Linked DNA regions of Pan troglodytes: all the other regions are linked to region 2. Evidence: chromatin contacts called from public Hi-C data. All regions are on one chromosome and are shown on one strand. The core of a region is the stretch at or near the end of the contact, and the rest is flanking DNA. Distances in the headings are between cores, read along the strand shown. Region 1 overlaps MSI2 (musashi RNA binding protein 2). Region 2 holds the start of MSI2 (musashi RNA binding protein 2). Region 3 overlaps MSI2 (musashi RNA binding protein 2). Region 4 overlaps MSI2 (musashi RNA binding protein 2).

Region 1 (3,009 bases), core at 56-2,555, 340 kb before region 2:
CAGGTGCACTGCACCCAGCTAATTTTTTTTTTTTTTTTTTTTTTTTTTTTTTTTTTTAAGAGATGAGGTCCGGCTATGTTTCCCAGGCTCATCTCGAACTCCTGGCCTCAAGTGATTTTCCTGCCTTGGCCTTCTAAAGTGCAGAGGTTATAGGCGTGAGCCACCATGCTTGGCCTGGTTTTTACATTTTAAGTGGTTAAAAAGTTAATATTTTGTGATCTGTGAAAATTACATAAGGTTCAAATTTTGGTGTCCATAAACAAAGCTTTATTGAAACACAGCCCCACTCCTTCAGGTATGCATTGCCTATGGACGCTACCCAGCAGAACTGGGTAGTTGCAGTCAGCTTTATGGCCTGCAAAGATGAAAATATTCACGACTTGGCCCTTTACAGAGTTTGTCCACCTCAGTATGAAACAACTGCTACTGTTCACAGGCCTGGACCCCGAGCATCTAGCCCCCTCCCCACCCCTGCCCACTCCAGCCTGATGATGGGCTGGAGCAGTCTGCAAGACTGGGTGTGTACGTAGAGAAAGGGGGCATTCCATTTCAGCGCAACCCCTACACACTTACCATTTTATTATTGATTTCATGGAAATGAATCTCACAGACTTTCTCCACAACATCTTCATTCTCAAAAGTGACAAAGCCAAACCCTAAAGGAAAAGAGAGAGAAGAAAAAACAAAGAGAGGCGGGGTGAGTTCAGTTCTGGCAGGCCCAGGTTTTTCTCTGACGTCCTGAGGTCTTGACAGCCTCCTGGTCTGGGGGTAGGTAGGCGGATCCTTGGGAGGACCTTGAGGTTGGAGGCAATGATTTCTAATTTGTACTGAGCACCCTTCCGACAGCGAGGAAAAGTTAATGATTTCACCCACATGCAGCGGGCACTGTGTGGTTTACATTTGCCCCGAAGCAAACAAGAAATTTACTTGTCTGTTATTTACAAGGGTCAGGGCCCCGCGGCTCTGTGCACGGCAGCAGGCGGGTGGGCTAACCAGAGCCTCGTGGATCACTGCGGGGCCACGCTTGCCCTTTCCGCGAGCAGCCCTGGCCAGCCCTCGGGTCGGCCTCCAGACGGAGGTGGTTATTTGTCCTTTTCTTCCTGAATTACTTCCTCTAATACCTCATCAGGACATCCTGAGGCCTGGAAGAAACTATTAAAAGTTTCAGGCCTCTGTTCCGCGCAGGCATCCTTTTTATACTGCTGCTTCAAAAGCGCTCTGGATTTGGGGCAGTTTAAGACTGTTTGATGCCTGCTGTCAGCCCGTCAGCTATCCACTGTATTTACTCTGCTGGAGACCGGCTTTGCTAGACAAGCTGCACTGAAGAATTTTGGCAGGCGACTGCTGCTCAGTATCCTCAGTTCCTCTCCTACCCTCCTGCCCCTTTCTTTCTTCTCCTCCCGCCTCCGACAGCGTTTCCAGCATGTGGCCCCATCTGTGACCCCACTCAGTAAGTGCTGCTTTACCACATGGCCCCATGCAGGGTTGCACCCTCCTTGGATGGGATGCAGCTGCCACATGGTAGCGTTAACATGGCGAGGGAGCACAGGCCATGGGGGCAGACACACTGATGGGGAGACTGAGACCTGGCTTCCACTTCTCACTGTGCATCTACTTTATGTTTAATCTGGGGGAGCCCCTTCCCCTCTCTGAGCCTCAACTTTTGCATCTGCAAATGAAGGTGGTAGAACTGGACCCTGGGTTTCACACCTCCTGTCACAACCCAAATCAGGATTCACAAGGCTGTCTGCTGCCATCTGAATGTTTGTGGCTGCCCCTTGCTGCCCCCCGACCCCCCACCCAGATTCATGTTGAAATCCAAACTCCCAATGTGATGGTATTAAGAGTTCAGGCCTCTGGGAGGTGATGAGTTCGTGAGGATGGGGCCCTCATAAATGGAATTAGTGCCCTTACAGAAAGACACTAGAAAGCTTGTTTTTTCTCTCTACCATGTGAGGATGCAATAGGAAGGCAGCTGTCTGTACACAGGAAGGGGGGCCCTCCCAGAAATGACCATGCTGGCACCCTGCTCTTAACTGCCAGCTTCCAGAACTGTGAGAAATAAACCGTTTTTCTTAGACCATGGTACTTCATTATAGCCGCCCCAGCTAAGACACTCTTCTCCCCAAAGGTATGAACCTGGCTGAACACTAAGCCAGACACACCAAGCAGGAAGACAAAAACTGAATGGCTGTTCTATCAAAATTATATTATGATAATTGTGTTTCCAGTCAATGAGCAAAATACAGATGCTTCCTTTTCAAACTCTGTGTCTATTTTGGGTCCCTGCAACACAAGACGGAGAGGGAATTTCTCAGGTCCCTTCTGACTCTCATGCATCCAACTCTAACATCACCATCTTCTAAGGAACACCAGGAAACAGGGAGCTGATATGTGGAGCTCCTTTAGCATAGCTCCTGCAGGGACTAGCAGATTCTTCGGTATGAGAATAAAAAAGGCTACTATCTGCTCTCAAACCATTTCCAGTAAAACAGAGGGCTAGGACCACGAAACACAGCAATCGTGATCTTTATCATGTCATTTGCTACCACCACCCACCAAATACTGGGCCAGTGCTCCCAGCATACACGGTCCAGCCTGTTGTAGATACATAAGGCAGCATCAGATGTACCATAAAGTGGACATGAGTGTCTGCTGGAGGGGCTCAAAGATGCCGAGTTTCTCCCAGTGTCACCCAGTAAAAGCTAGGTTCTCAGTTACCTCAGAGGCCTGAAGCAGACATCCGACAGGATACGTCGTTTGAAATGCTGTCCAACAAAAAAACCTTTCACCAGGTTTATACCCCCTACCCCCTAAACCAGGTCCTTTGAGAGAAAGCTGCTGGGAACGCTATCCTATTCCCTCTCTTTGGGCATCTCCTTCTCCTTGGCCCTTGGTCCCACTGATCATTGCAGAGCTGGAGAAGAGCCACACCGACACGGCCCCAAGCCACTTCTCTTTGGGCTTTGGGGTATTTTTTCCTCAAGCGCTCCTTTAAGCACTTTCAGT
Region 2 (3,406 bases), core at 797-3,296:
GAAAACCCCAAAGCCAGCCACAGCAGCAAACTTTTGAGCCAACTCGCTAGCTCAGTTTAAAACTACCCAGTTCTAGCACAGAAGCAAAAGAAGGCACTGTCCCTTTAAATGGGGCTGTCAATGCCCAGATCGTTCCTGAAAAGGGGCGAACAACAACAACAAAAAGCAACCTACCGTCTTGGAATCTAACTCATGGTGGGGCTGACCTAATACTTTATCTACACTTGCTGGGTCTGCGAACGTGACGAAACCGAAGCCTCTGAAAGGAGACAAAGAGGGAGAAAAACAAACAAGAAAATGTGACACCATTGAAAGCAACCAGGAGTGAGACCTAAGGCTGAATGAGGAGCAAAAGTTGTCCCCCACGCACCCTCACCTCCCACTCCCCTCCTCCAATTCCCCTCCTGCCTACAGCCCTCCACCTCGCAAGAAAAAACATCAAGGTTAACGGGGGAAGTGGAACGGGGGCAGGGAGGGTGGAGGTAACTTGGAAAATGCTGGTGCCTCCACTCTTTGGCCACCTCAGTTTCCTCTCCTCCTCCCCTTCCCTTTCTTAACGCTTTGTTTTATTCCGAAGAAAGCCCGGCACTCAGAAGAGATTTACCACCATCTTTCCAAGAGGGATCTTAAGAGTTTGGGGAGCTGGGAGTGTGGGGGAAACACACATTAAGATCAAAAGAAAAAAAAAAAACTATGCGAAAGTAAATGAAGCTGAATGTCATTTTAAACAGAGAAAAAGAAGCGACGGGAAAATGACTTAAAGCAGAGAGATGGGTATCTCTGTATCCAGAGTTCAGCTCCAATTAACAATAACCTCTGGGGTTACTAGGGGGCGGTGGGGGTGGTATAGAGCGCCGTTCGAGATCAGCCACGCGCCTGAGCCCCATTCTAATCCGCTTAGCTACTTCCGAAGACACCTCCAAAAATAAAACTTAAACTTTGTTCTAAAATAAAGACAAAATCCAGAAGGGAATGGTTTACCTGGAGCGTTTCGTAGTGGGATCTCTCATGACCATACATTCTCTAATTTCTCCAAATTTGCTAAAATAGTCTCTAAGGCTATCTGTAGAGAGAGAAAGAGAGAGATGGGGGGGGAGAGAAGGTGTGGGGAAAAAAAAGCAATGCAAATTTTGATCAAGGACAAAATCCAAAAGTAGTTTTCTGTTGTTATTCTGTTTTGTTTTTGCATTTTTTGCACACGCGGGGGAAATTCGGCAACAGAGGTCGCATAGAGGGCTCAGAAAGGATTTGCTATTTAAAAAAAATAACCTTGCACAGGAGAAGTGGGGAGCCAATGGCGGGGGGGGGGCTCCTACACCGGGATAACAAAGAGCAATAAAGAAGCCAAGAAGGGGGGGACCCAGGCGTCCCCCCCTCCCTCCCTTACCTGGTGAGGTCTGCCAGCTCAGTCCACCGATAAACATTTTACTAGAGGGAGAAAACATAACAGAAGTGAGCACCGATGTCAGATCGGCCATTTTGACGTGTAACTTACAAAAGCTAAAAGGAAAGCGGGGGGGAGCGAGCGAGCGAGAGCCGGGAGGTGGGGTGGGGGAGAAGGTGACGGCGAAATGCAATCCAAAGGTGTGTAACTTCCACGGGGGGGGCGCGCGGGAGAGGCGGGGGGGCGCGGGAGATGCCCGGCTCCGCGCACCGCCGTCCCCGCCGCTGCAAGGAGAGCGAGCCCAAGGCGGCGCGGTGGGCAGCGGCTGGAAACTTACCCGGGGTCGTGCTGGGAGTCGTTGGCGCTGCCCGAGGTGCCTTGGCTCCCATTTGCCTCCATATCTGAGCCCCCCCGCCCCCCCACCCCCAAAAAACCGAGCCCCACAGCGATCGGAGCGGAGCGGCGGCCGGCTCCGAGCCCCGAGATCTCCGCTCCCTCCTCCCCCTCCTCCTCCCCCCCGCCCGGGCTCCTCCGAATCTCTCTGCGAGCGGCGGAGCCGGGGCAGCGGCGAGAGCCGTCACACGTGGGCTCGGCTTAGCTCAGCCCCGCTGCCTCGCACACCCCCCGTCCCCGCCCCCCCGGCCCATCCCCACCTCTCCCCCTCCTCCTCCCCACCCCCATCTCCTCCTCCTCCTCCCCCTCCTCCCCGGCGCACGTGGGGCGGAGTTCTAGAACGTCGTGTAACCAATGCCGGTGACGTCACGCACCCCCGTGCGGCCCCCGCCTGCCCGCGCGCGCACACTCGGCCCCCCACGGCCGGACCCACAAGGGTGGCGCGCGAACCCCGCGGGCGGAGGGGACCCCGCCTCCCGGCCGGCAGGGCGCAGGGCGAGGGGGAGCGCACCCCGACTTCCCTGGATCACATGGGCTGCGGGGGGCGGGTGGATCGGGGGAGGGGAGGCGCGGGGAGCTTGCTGCGGCTCCTCACCCGGACCTGGGAGAAGACGCCCCCCACCCTCTCTAGTTCGCCCTCTCCGTTCAAGTTTGCCGGCCCCTGCCGCCGAGATCCGGGGATGGCACCAGCCGCCCGCCCTCCGCTGTGCCCTGTTTCCAGCCACCGCTCAGAAATTTAGGTCAAGGACGTCGGGAGCAAACCCACACCCTGGCGCTCCTTTGGCGGCCCCCGAGACGCCCCAGGATCGGGGGGCTTCCGGATGGCGGAGACCCTCCTGCACAAACACCAGCCACAAGTTTTATTTTCCTTTTGCGCTGGAAGTTCTCTCTGGCTCTCGCTCCACACCGGCACGTCTTGCGCGGTTCCCCGCCCTTCCCCAGTAGAGGTACCAATCCGTGCCCGGGAAAGGTTATTTTGGAACTTTGAGAAACTGACGCGATTCCAGTGGCGAGAAAGTGCCGAAGAAAGGGTTTCCGCGTTAATCATACAGTGTTTTAAAAATGTAATAAGATAGGTTATAGGAGTCAAGGTCACATGATTGAGGTTCAAAGCAAATGTTTGTATATAACGAGAAGTACTTTTGGGGTGTCTCTGGGATGGATGGGAAGGGTGGTTATTTCAGGAAACCCCTGTGTAATCCGTTCGTTATATATTTTATTTCTCACCCAGCCTTTGTATGCCAGGATAGTAAAGTGCATGATACTGAAATAGCCCAAGACCCCTCACGACCTGCAGAGGTAGCCAGGGTGGCAGAAGGCTTCAGAATCACTCCCACCTTAGCAGCAGTAGTATTGTGCAGCATGGGTTCTGGCATACAGTAGGTGCTTAATAAATGCGGTTGCATACCTTCATGCACTGAAAACTCCAAAAAGACGATGTCTGTAGCCTTCCAAAGGCATCGCATGAAAGTTTCTCCGGCAGATTCCAGACTGCCCAAATTCGGGCTGGTTTCAATTTATGGGGCATTTGAAACAATACGGATACAATTACCCATATTGTTTTAAATCTGTATCGTTTTAAATTGTTGCAATAAACTGAGTTAATACGGCATGAGGGGCAACATAAAG
Region 3 (3,156 bases), core at 228-2,727, 420 kb before region 2:
CTGGGCTGGCTACCTTTGGGCTATGGCTAACCCGTCTTAAAGAACCAGACATTCTGAGAGTCACACTTTCACATCTTTGGCTCCAGAGGGCTGCTCCTTGCAACAATCACTTCTCCCTTCTGCCTCCCTTGGCTTCTCCCCCTCTGCCCTATGACCAGTTGCCTTCAATGGCAGAGGCAAAGAACATCGATGCAGGTGGGGTCACTCCTGGCTTTGGCCCCTCCCTTGCCCAGGGGCCTGTGATTTGAGGCCCTCAGTTCTGGTGGGCCTGGAAGAGCCAGAAGTGGATTGATTTTCACCCAGTTGTCACAGGGATGGGAAGAGATTGATGAGGCACCCAAGGCACACTGGCAGGAGACTGAGACAGAGACACAAAGATACACGGGAGACCAAATCAAGCTGGGCCTGGCTCCTGACTCAGCAGAGAAAACAGAACTGAAGCCTCCAGATGCCCTTGGGGCGGGAAGCCCGAAGGTGAGCCCCTCTGAAGCTGTAGCTGAGAAATGAATAAACTGGCCAATGGAAAGAGCAGGTTAAAGAGAAAAGAAAAAAATAAATTATAGAGGCTTAGAGCAAGTGAACGGCTGATCTGGGAATGCGCTGGCAGACAAAAGAGATGGAGATTTTTGAATACAGAAGATTCAACTTGCAGATAATACTTGGCCCTCTCACTCATGGAGGCAAATATGAAGCCGAGATATTCAAAAGGTGGTATTATCTTAGTCTAACACACTTTTTTCTTCTGAGCTCAGGAAAACAGAAGAAGCTTGGACAGTGGACTCCTGGTTTTGTCCAGGCAGCTGAAACCCCTCCCTATACAAATAAACTAATTAGCCTGTTCCATTTTAGGCTAATAGGATGGGGTGGGCATGAGGAGGCGCAGTGGTAGACGGAAAGAAAGTTTTTTGGCTTCTTTCTTGTCTGGCCGGATGTGAACTCAGGAAGGTGTTGGGCAGGCCCACCTAACTAATGGGTGGGGAGAGGCAGGTTTAGGTTTCCGTTTCTTCCAGCAGGAGAGCCACCTAGAGACTAATCTAGCCAGCAGAAGCAGCCTCGGAGACAGGATATAGCATGCCCACAGAACGGTGCTGTTCAGAAATGCCCCCTTCTGCAGGCTTAGTTAGAAGACAAAAGGGCTGTTGGTATTATGCCCATCCTTGGCAACCGCTCCCATTCCTGTGTGTGGGGAGGCCTGTGGTTTCTGAGTCGGCCTGAAGGGAATTTCACAATAAGCAGCTCATGTTAGGTCTATATTACCCCTCCTTGCTCAGTCCTCCTCCATCAAATGACACTAAAATCACCGTGGAGAAGACACTGTATTAGAATGCAGCTTTCAAATCCCAAGTCCCGTTGTATTATGCACTTGCTCATCACGATGCCGGAGCCTCAGCTCAAAGTCACCTTGCAGATGTCCCCCAGCCAGGGGTGAAAGACAGGGCTGCTGGGTCCCCACTAGAGGGCGCAGCCAGCAGGCAATAAGCACCCAGTTCTGGCTGGTCCCGCCTCTAGCTAGGCTTCTGGGCAGTGGAACCCGCATCCCTGAAGGCTGGGCGCATGGAAGAGAGGAGCCTCTATTTTCCACAGTCGACACTTCTCTCTGTCTGTCTCTGTGAGCAGAAGACCCAGGCTCCAGAAAGCATGTTAAAGTCCCCGAACGAGCCATCTGGAAACCCATGCATCTTTGAGAAGACTCATAAAAAGCAACGGCTCTGGCTGCTTAGGAGAGAATGGGGACTGCCACTTGGCACATAAACTTGTCAGTAGCTGTTCCTGCTGTCTGACAGTGGGAAGGCATTAGGGACAAAACAATTTTCTTCTTTTGCAAACTCAGCGTAACTCCACAAACTGAACACTGGCTGGCTACGCAGGAAAGGGGGTCATTTGAGAACCCGTCTCCCTCTAAGAGGAGAGGTGGGGAGTGGGGTTGGGGGGTGGGGGAAGGCATGAAGCCAAATCTCTCACCTGAGGGTGCTTTCTGTGGAAGTCATTCTCCAGTCAATTCTCAGTGATCCTTCTAAGCGAACGGTGCCTTTCCCCAGGCACGGAGACTTATTTTGGGGGGCCAGAATTGGTCCCATATACCAGGATCAGCTTGGGAAGAGAGGATGGGACACGGCTCTTAGTGGGCAAGGGCACCTTGTCTACTGCTCAGCTAGGGTGTGCGTGTGAGGGGGCGGGGGCAGGGAGCACACTTTGTTGAATAAATAAACAGTGCTGAGGTTTATAAATTGGATATTATGACTCCTGTCCCAGAAGAGGACAACGTCTTGCAAACACCTTGGCATTTTTGCAGCAGGAGCTATGAGCGTTAAGTGGCTTGGGACAAGCCCTGCTCTAGGATGGCAGTTTGGGGGCTCATTGCGGTGAACAGGTTCATTTCATCAGCAGCATCCATGGCAGGTTCCTCTTTGCCCCTCATCCTCACTCTCCAATATCCTCTGGGCTTTCCCAGTCAAGGTGGCACCCACAGAGAGGCAGCAATGATGTAAAGAAAGGGAGTACTGGACTCAGAGGCAGAAGACCTGACTGTGACCCCAGCTCTGCTCTTACAGTCAGGTGCCTTGGGCTAAGAAGCCACTCACAAGCCCAAGTCCTCATCTGTAGCAAGTGAGTGATGCTTTCCTTATTCAATCTGACTCATGGGACTGCTTCAAGAATGAAAAAGAGACAGAGCTCTGTAACTTGTCAAGTTTAAAACAAATACACCCTATTTCTGAAATAGTTATGTATGCAGAGGCCAATAAGGCAGGTACCACATGCAGATTTAGGAAAATCTGACATAGGAAAATGCAATTCACTTGCCATATGAATCAGGAGGTGATTGACAAAAAACCCAATTTATCCATTTGGTGCATTTAATCATCTTGGGCCTGAAGAAAGGACTCCCGGGAATGGGGACCAGAAAAGTAAGGACACCGATCTCACCGAGGACGGCAAGAGGAGATGCACTTGAATGAAAGTTGGTGGTATTTCACATTGGATAAAAGGAGAAACTTCCTGCCCATCAATAAAATACTCTGATGGCTGACCTAGGAAAGCCCAAGAATCTTGTCCTGGAGATCTTAACAGAGACAGATGCTGCAGGCTTAGACTCTCACCTGCAAGGGTTGGACCCAAAGCTACTGGGCACCTTGCCCTTAGGGTTCTAAAGCAAGA
Region 4 (3,362 bases), core at 744-3,243, 300 kb before region 2:
TCCAAGCTTATCAGCATAAAAGAAATTTACAAGCAACAAAACTCAGATAAGGTGTCACCATGACCACTAACAGTGTAAAGTGCCTGAGGCATGGTCTCCAGGCATCACTGGGACATGGGGTTTAATAGTCACAACAAGTGGTGGTTCTGAGGCTGGGCAGCCTGTCCTGGCTGTAGGGAGAGGGGGATGCCAGGTGGGGCTCCAGGAAGGTAGTTGTGTGACCTTTGGACCTCCAAGGTCTCAAGTCACTTGGCCTCGAGGGGCTGCAGCATCTGTTGCCATAGCAACCTGGTGAGGATAAACACCATCACTCTTCTGGTTAATAAGCATATACCAAGTACCTATTATGTCCCAGGTACTGGGGACACCAAGAGGAACAGAATATGGTCTCCTGCAGTTAAGATCCTCATAGTAACTGGGGGAGTCAGTGTAGGGAAATAATGATGGAGGCATGCTCAGGGGGTTCAGGAGGGAGGAAGGGGCACCCATCTGAGGACCCTCAGGAGTTTGTCAAAGGAAAGGTGGGTAGGGGTTAATATGTGCAAAAGTTGACAGGGAACCTGGCTGGTTGAGGAGCTGCTGGGGTCCCTGCTGCGCTGAGCAGGGAACCCCGGCGGACAGGGAATGGAGAGGTAGGCTCCATCACGCCTACCCTGGACGCCACACTGAGGCGCCTGAGCAGGCAGCCACTAAACTTGGCACGACCAGAATCACATTTCTGAAAGATCCCTCTAAATGGGTCACAGGCCTGGAGGCAGGAGTCCCCGGAGAGTTGCTGCTCTGCCAGGGACAGATGGGATAGGTGCCTGAAACAGAGCATGGCGGTGGGTGCAGAGGACAGGGCGACTCAGAGCTGGCGGTGCGGAGGCTGGCTAGATGTGTGGGAGATGGGGCCCGGGCTGAAGCCTCAGGTATGGCTTGAGCAACTGGGCACCATTACCCAGGAAGGGACATGGGTCAGTGGGGCAGCCTGGGATCTTAGCCTAGCAGCCCTGCCTCCTCACACTGCCCTACTTCTCACCCACAGGAAGCAGAAATCTTTCCAAGGAGCTCAGCCGAGTGCCCAAACACAAGGGAGGAAAGGAGTAGGAGAGCAGAGTCCCAGGCTCCCTTGGAAGTCTCAGCAGGTTTGAGCAAAACATCCCAGCAGGGGCTGCAGGCGCTGCTCATGCCTCAAGAATGAAAATTCGAGCAGCAGGAAGGGATGGTTGTGAGTCTGTAAAGATATGGCCCACGGGCCAAAGCCCAGGCTTTATAGCCACACCTGTTCAGACCCTAGCTCTGTCATTGGCTGTGCGTCCATGGGCAAGTTCCTTAACCCTTCTGTTTCTTCATCAGAAAAAACAGGCATAATAACAGCTACACCACACAGGGTCAGCCTGAAGGTGAAATGAGATAAAGCAAAGGAATTGCTCAGCCCAGTACACAGGCTTACGGAGTGCTTAGCTACTGTCTTATCATCCTTGTTAAAAACAATAACATCATCCCGGATAGAAGGCAGGTGTAGAACATTCCCTCGTATCTTTCAACACCAAGGAGGCAGGAAATAGAGCTTTTTAACGCTTCCCAAACAAGCGCGGGTGCACACATTGACTACTTGCTGAGGAGGAGAGGGGGGATGGTGTCTCAGGACGCAACACCCCAGCCTCACTGGAGCAACTGGCGGCAGATGCTGGCGGCTCTTAGCTGTTCCTTCTACTTGATGGAGGGTGACTTTGCAAGTAACAAGGCTCTCTAGTAATGCTCCATAAAACTATGAATTTACTTTGAGAGCACCAAGTCTAATTACCTTGCCAAGACTCTCTGCATTTTTAAGAACCATTCCCCCTCCCCCGCCCCAAACTCTTGATCCTAAGGACTCTTCTTAGCAATACTTGGTGTCGTTCTTGTTTCGCCTGTTGCCGTGGCAACAAAGCAGCGTTTACCAGCCTTTCCAAGCTGGTACATCTTTATTAGCACCCGGATCCCATGAGGAGCAGGAAGCAGTGCAGAGGTTTAAAGAGCATTAATCCCCTTAAGCTTTGCAAACCTCTCTAGTTAGGGAGCCCATAAAGGGGCAGGGAGGGAGGGGAGAATTGAGGTCTCTGCCATTTTCAGGGCCCTCCTAGAATTGTTAAGCCTACATGAAGGACCAGACTCAAAAAACTTATCTCTCTGGAGCTTTGCTTTAAATTTCTTCTCTTGAAAGAGACAAACTTGTGGGCTGCCTTTGCTTCACAAGAAAAGTCGGCTACCCATCCATCACAGAAGGGCTGCCGGCTCTTTCCTCACCGCCTCTCTGACCACACTGCTCTCTCGCGATAAACACAGGACTTTCAAAAACAACCGGTTATCTCTTGGCCAGGAGGAGGGATGGCCACAAAGGCACATGAGCTGGGCTGCCCGTGCACCCTCCTCTCTGCCCCTCCGCGATGAGAATCGAAGGATGATTCAGAGTCGAGACAGATTTCCAGTCTATTTCAAAAGAAAAAAAACGGACCTCAGAAAGCTGCTCAGGAAAGCTCCCCCATCTCCTTAGCCTCAGCCTGTCTTGGAAGGTTTTTCAAAGTCAACACCAGGGCAGAAGTGGGAAAGCAGGGAGAAGAATGGGATTCTTAACATCATTTAAAAGCAGTTCAATGTCCCAGTCCCCCTCCCACCAAATAAACGTCTCTTTCATCTTTCATCCCAGCCTAGAAAATCAAAACCTGGCTAGGGGTCCAGGAAGACCTGTGGCTGAATTTTGAAAAATTGCCGAGTGAAAGATGATACATTCATTCTGCCTTCCCAAACAGCTTTCAGTTTGGGGTGATTTTGCACTGGTCGAGCCTTGGCATCCACCATGGTCCCCAGTCCAGTGCTCTGTGCCCGTGAGCCTAGTTCAATCAGGACTACTCAACTGAAGCGCTGAGCCCTCGAGTCTGGCCTTGGGGCGCTCATGCTCTAGCTGCGGGGATGGACAACCAAAGGCTGCATTTCCAACACTGAGGTTTCTGATGCCACTTTTGAATAGGCCAGGCGTCTCTCATTATTCCCAGTGGTGCCAACATTCTCAAAACAACAACAAAAATTTCTGAAGTCACTGGAATCCTTTTTCTACTTTTGGTGGGGTAAAGAGTTCATTCAAAGACCAGTATCAGCCTCTCAAAAGAGAAGTCTCCCAGCCCACACCACATCAGCCCTAAAAAGCTTGGTTCTTCCACTCTGTGAATTCTAGGGGCAGTGATTTCCGGGCTGTTTATATTTACGTCCCCACTTATTTCCTAAAAATACTGAGGTGTCTTATAATGCTTAAGCACATATAAAACTGGAAACTAAGAGCATGAATCAAAGCTGTAAAAGATGACCAGTCACAGAAAGAAGAGACCAATGTTCCCCCATGT

The links. A called contact is a pair of places that touch in the nucleus more often than the background predicts.
Region 1: a contact with region 2 is called in a Hi-C map of stem cell-derived neural progenitor cells, with 2.5 times the contacts expected there. The contact joins the enhancer-like site here to the promoter of MSI2 in region 2. A contact is called at or near these places in 1 of 7 Hi-C or Micro-C datasets (stem cell-derived neural progenitor cells), 1 of 1 datasets of contacts at active chromatin or transcription factors (stem cell-derived excitatory neurons) and 1 of 1 other capture datasets (stem cell-derived neural stem cells).
Region 3: a contact with region 2 is called in a Hi-C map of stem cell-derived neural progenitor cells, with 2.9 times the contacts expected there. The contact joins the enhancer-like site here to the promoter of MSI2 in region 2. A contact is called at or near these places in 3 of 7 Hi-C or Micro-C datasets (blood, a lymphoblastoid cell line and stem cell-derived neural progenitor cells) and 1 of 1 datasets of contacts at active chromatin or transcription factors (stem cell-derived excitatory neurons).
Region 4: a contact with region 2 is called in a Hi-C map of stem cell-derived neural progenitor cells, with 2.0 times the contacts expected there. The contact joins the enhancer-like site here to the promoter of MSI2 in region 2. A contact is called at or near these places in 1 of 7 Hi-C or Micro-C datasets (stem cell-derived neural progenitor cells) and 1 of 1 datasets of contacts at active chromatin or transcription factors (stem cell-derived excitatory neurons).

Annotation. Positions count from the first base shown.
Region 1 is chr19:70,715,382-70,718,390 of NHGRI_mPanTro3-v2.0_pri, reverse strand. MSI2 (musashi RNA binding protein 2) reads right to left here. Exons shown (of 14, transcript XM_063799024.1): 8 at 574-656. Among named protein-coding and RNA genes, the nearest start is that of CCDC182, 150 kb to the left of the region's middle. Within about 2 kb of position 1,305, at least 3 of the 24 cell types and tissues checked have an H3K27ac peak or open chromatin away from gene starts, as enhancers often do. A contact at or near this core is called in stem cell-derived neural progenitor cells and stem cell-derived neural stem cells, where this site is marked.
Region 2 is chr19:70,375,898-70,379,303 of NHGRI_mPanTro3-v2.0_pri, reverse strand. It overlaps MSI2 (musashi RNA binding protein 2), which reads right to left and starts at 2,046. Exons shown (of 14, transcript XM_063799024.1): 1 at 1,722-2,046; 2 at 1,388-1,428; 3 at 982-1,063; 4 at 175-259. The coding sequence starts at 1,783. It overlaps LOC134808890 (a long non-coding RNA gene), which reads left to right and starts at 2,338. Exons shown (of 3, transcript XR_010153020.1): 1 at 2,338-2,724.
Region 3 is chr19:70,791,187-70,794,342 of NHGRI_mPanTro3-v2.0_pri, reverse strand. The region is part of intron 11 of MSI2 (musashi RNA binding protein 2); the gene reads right to left. Among named protein-coding and RNA genes, the nearest start is that of CCDC182, 73 kb to the left of the region's middle. Within about 2 kb of position 1,477, at least 8 of the 24 cell types and tissues checked have an H3K27ac peak or open chromatin away from gene starts, as enhancers often do. A contact at or near this core is called in stem cell-derived neural progenitor cells, where this site is marked.
Region 4 is chr19:70,673,667-70,677,028 of NHGRI_mPanTro3-v2.0_pri, reverse strand. All of the region lies in intron 7 of MSI2 (musashi RNA binding protein 2), which reads right to left. Among named protein-coding and RNA genes, the nearest start is that of CCDC182, 190 kb to the left of the region's middle. Within about 2 kb of position 1,993, at least 4 of the 24 cell types and tissues checked have an H3K27ac peak or open chromatin away from gene starts, as enhancers often do. A contact at or near this core is called in stem cell-derived neural progenitor cells, where this site is marked.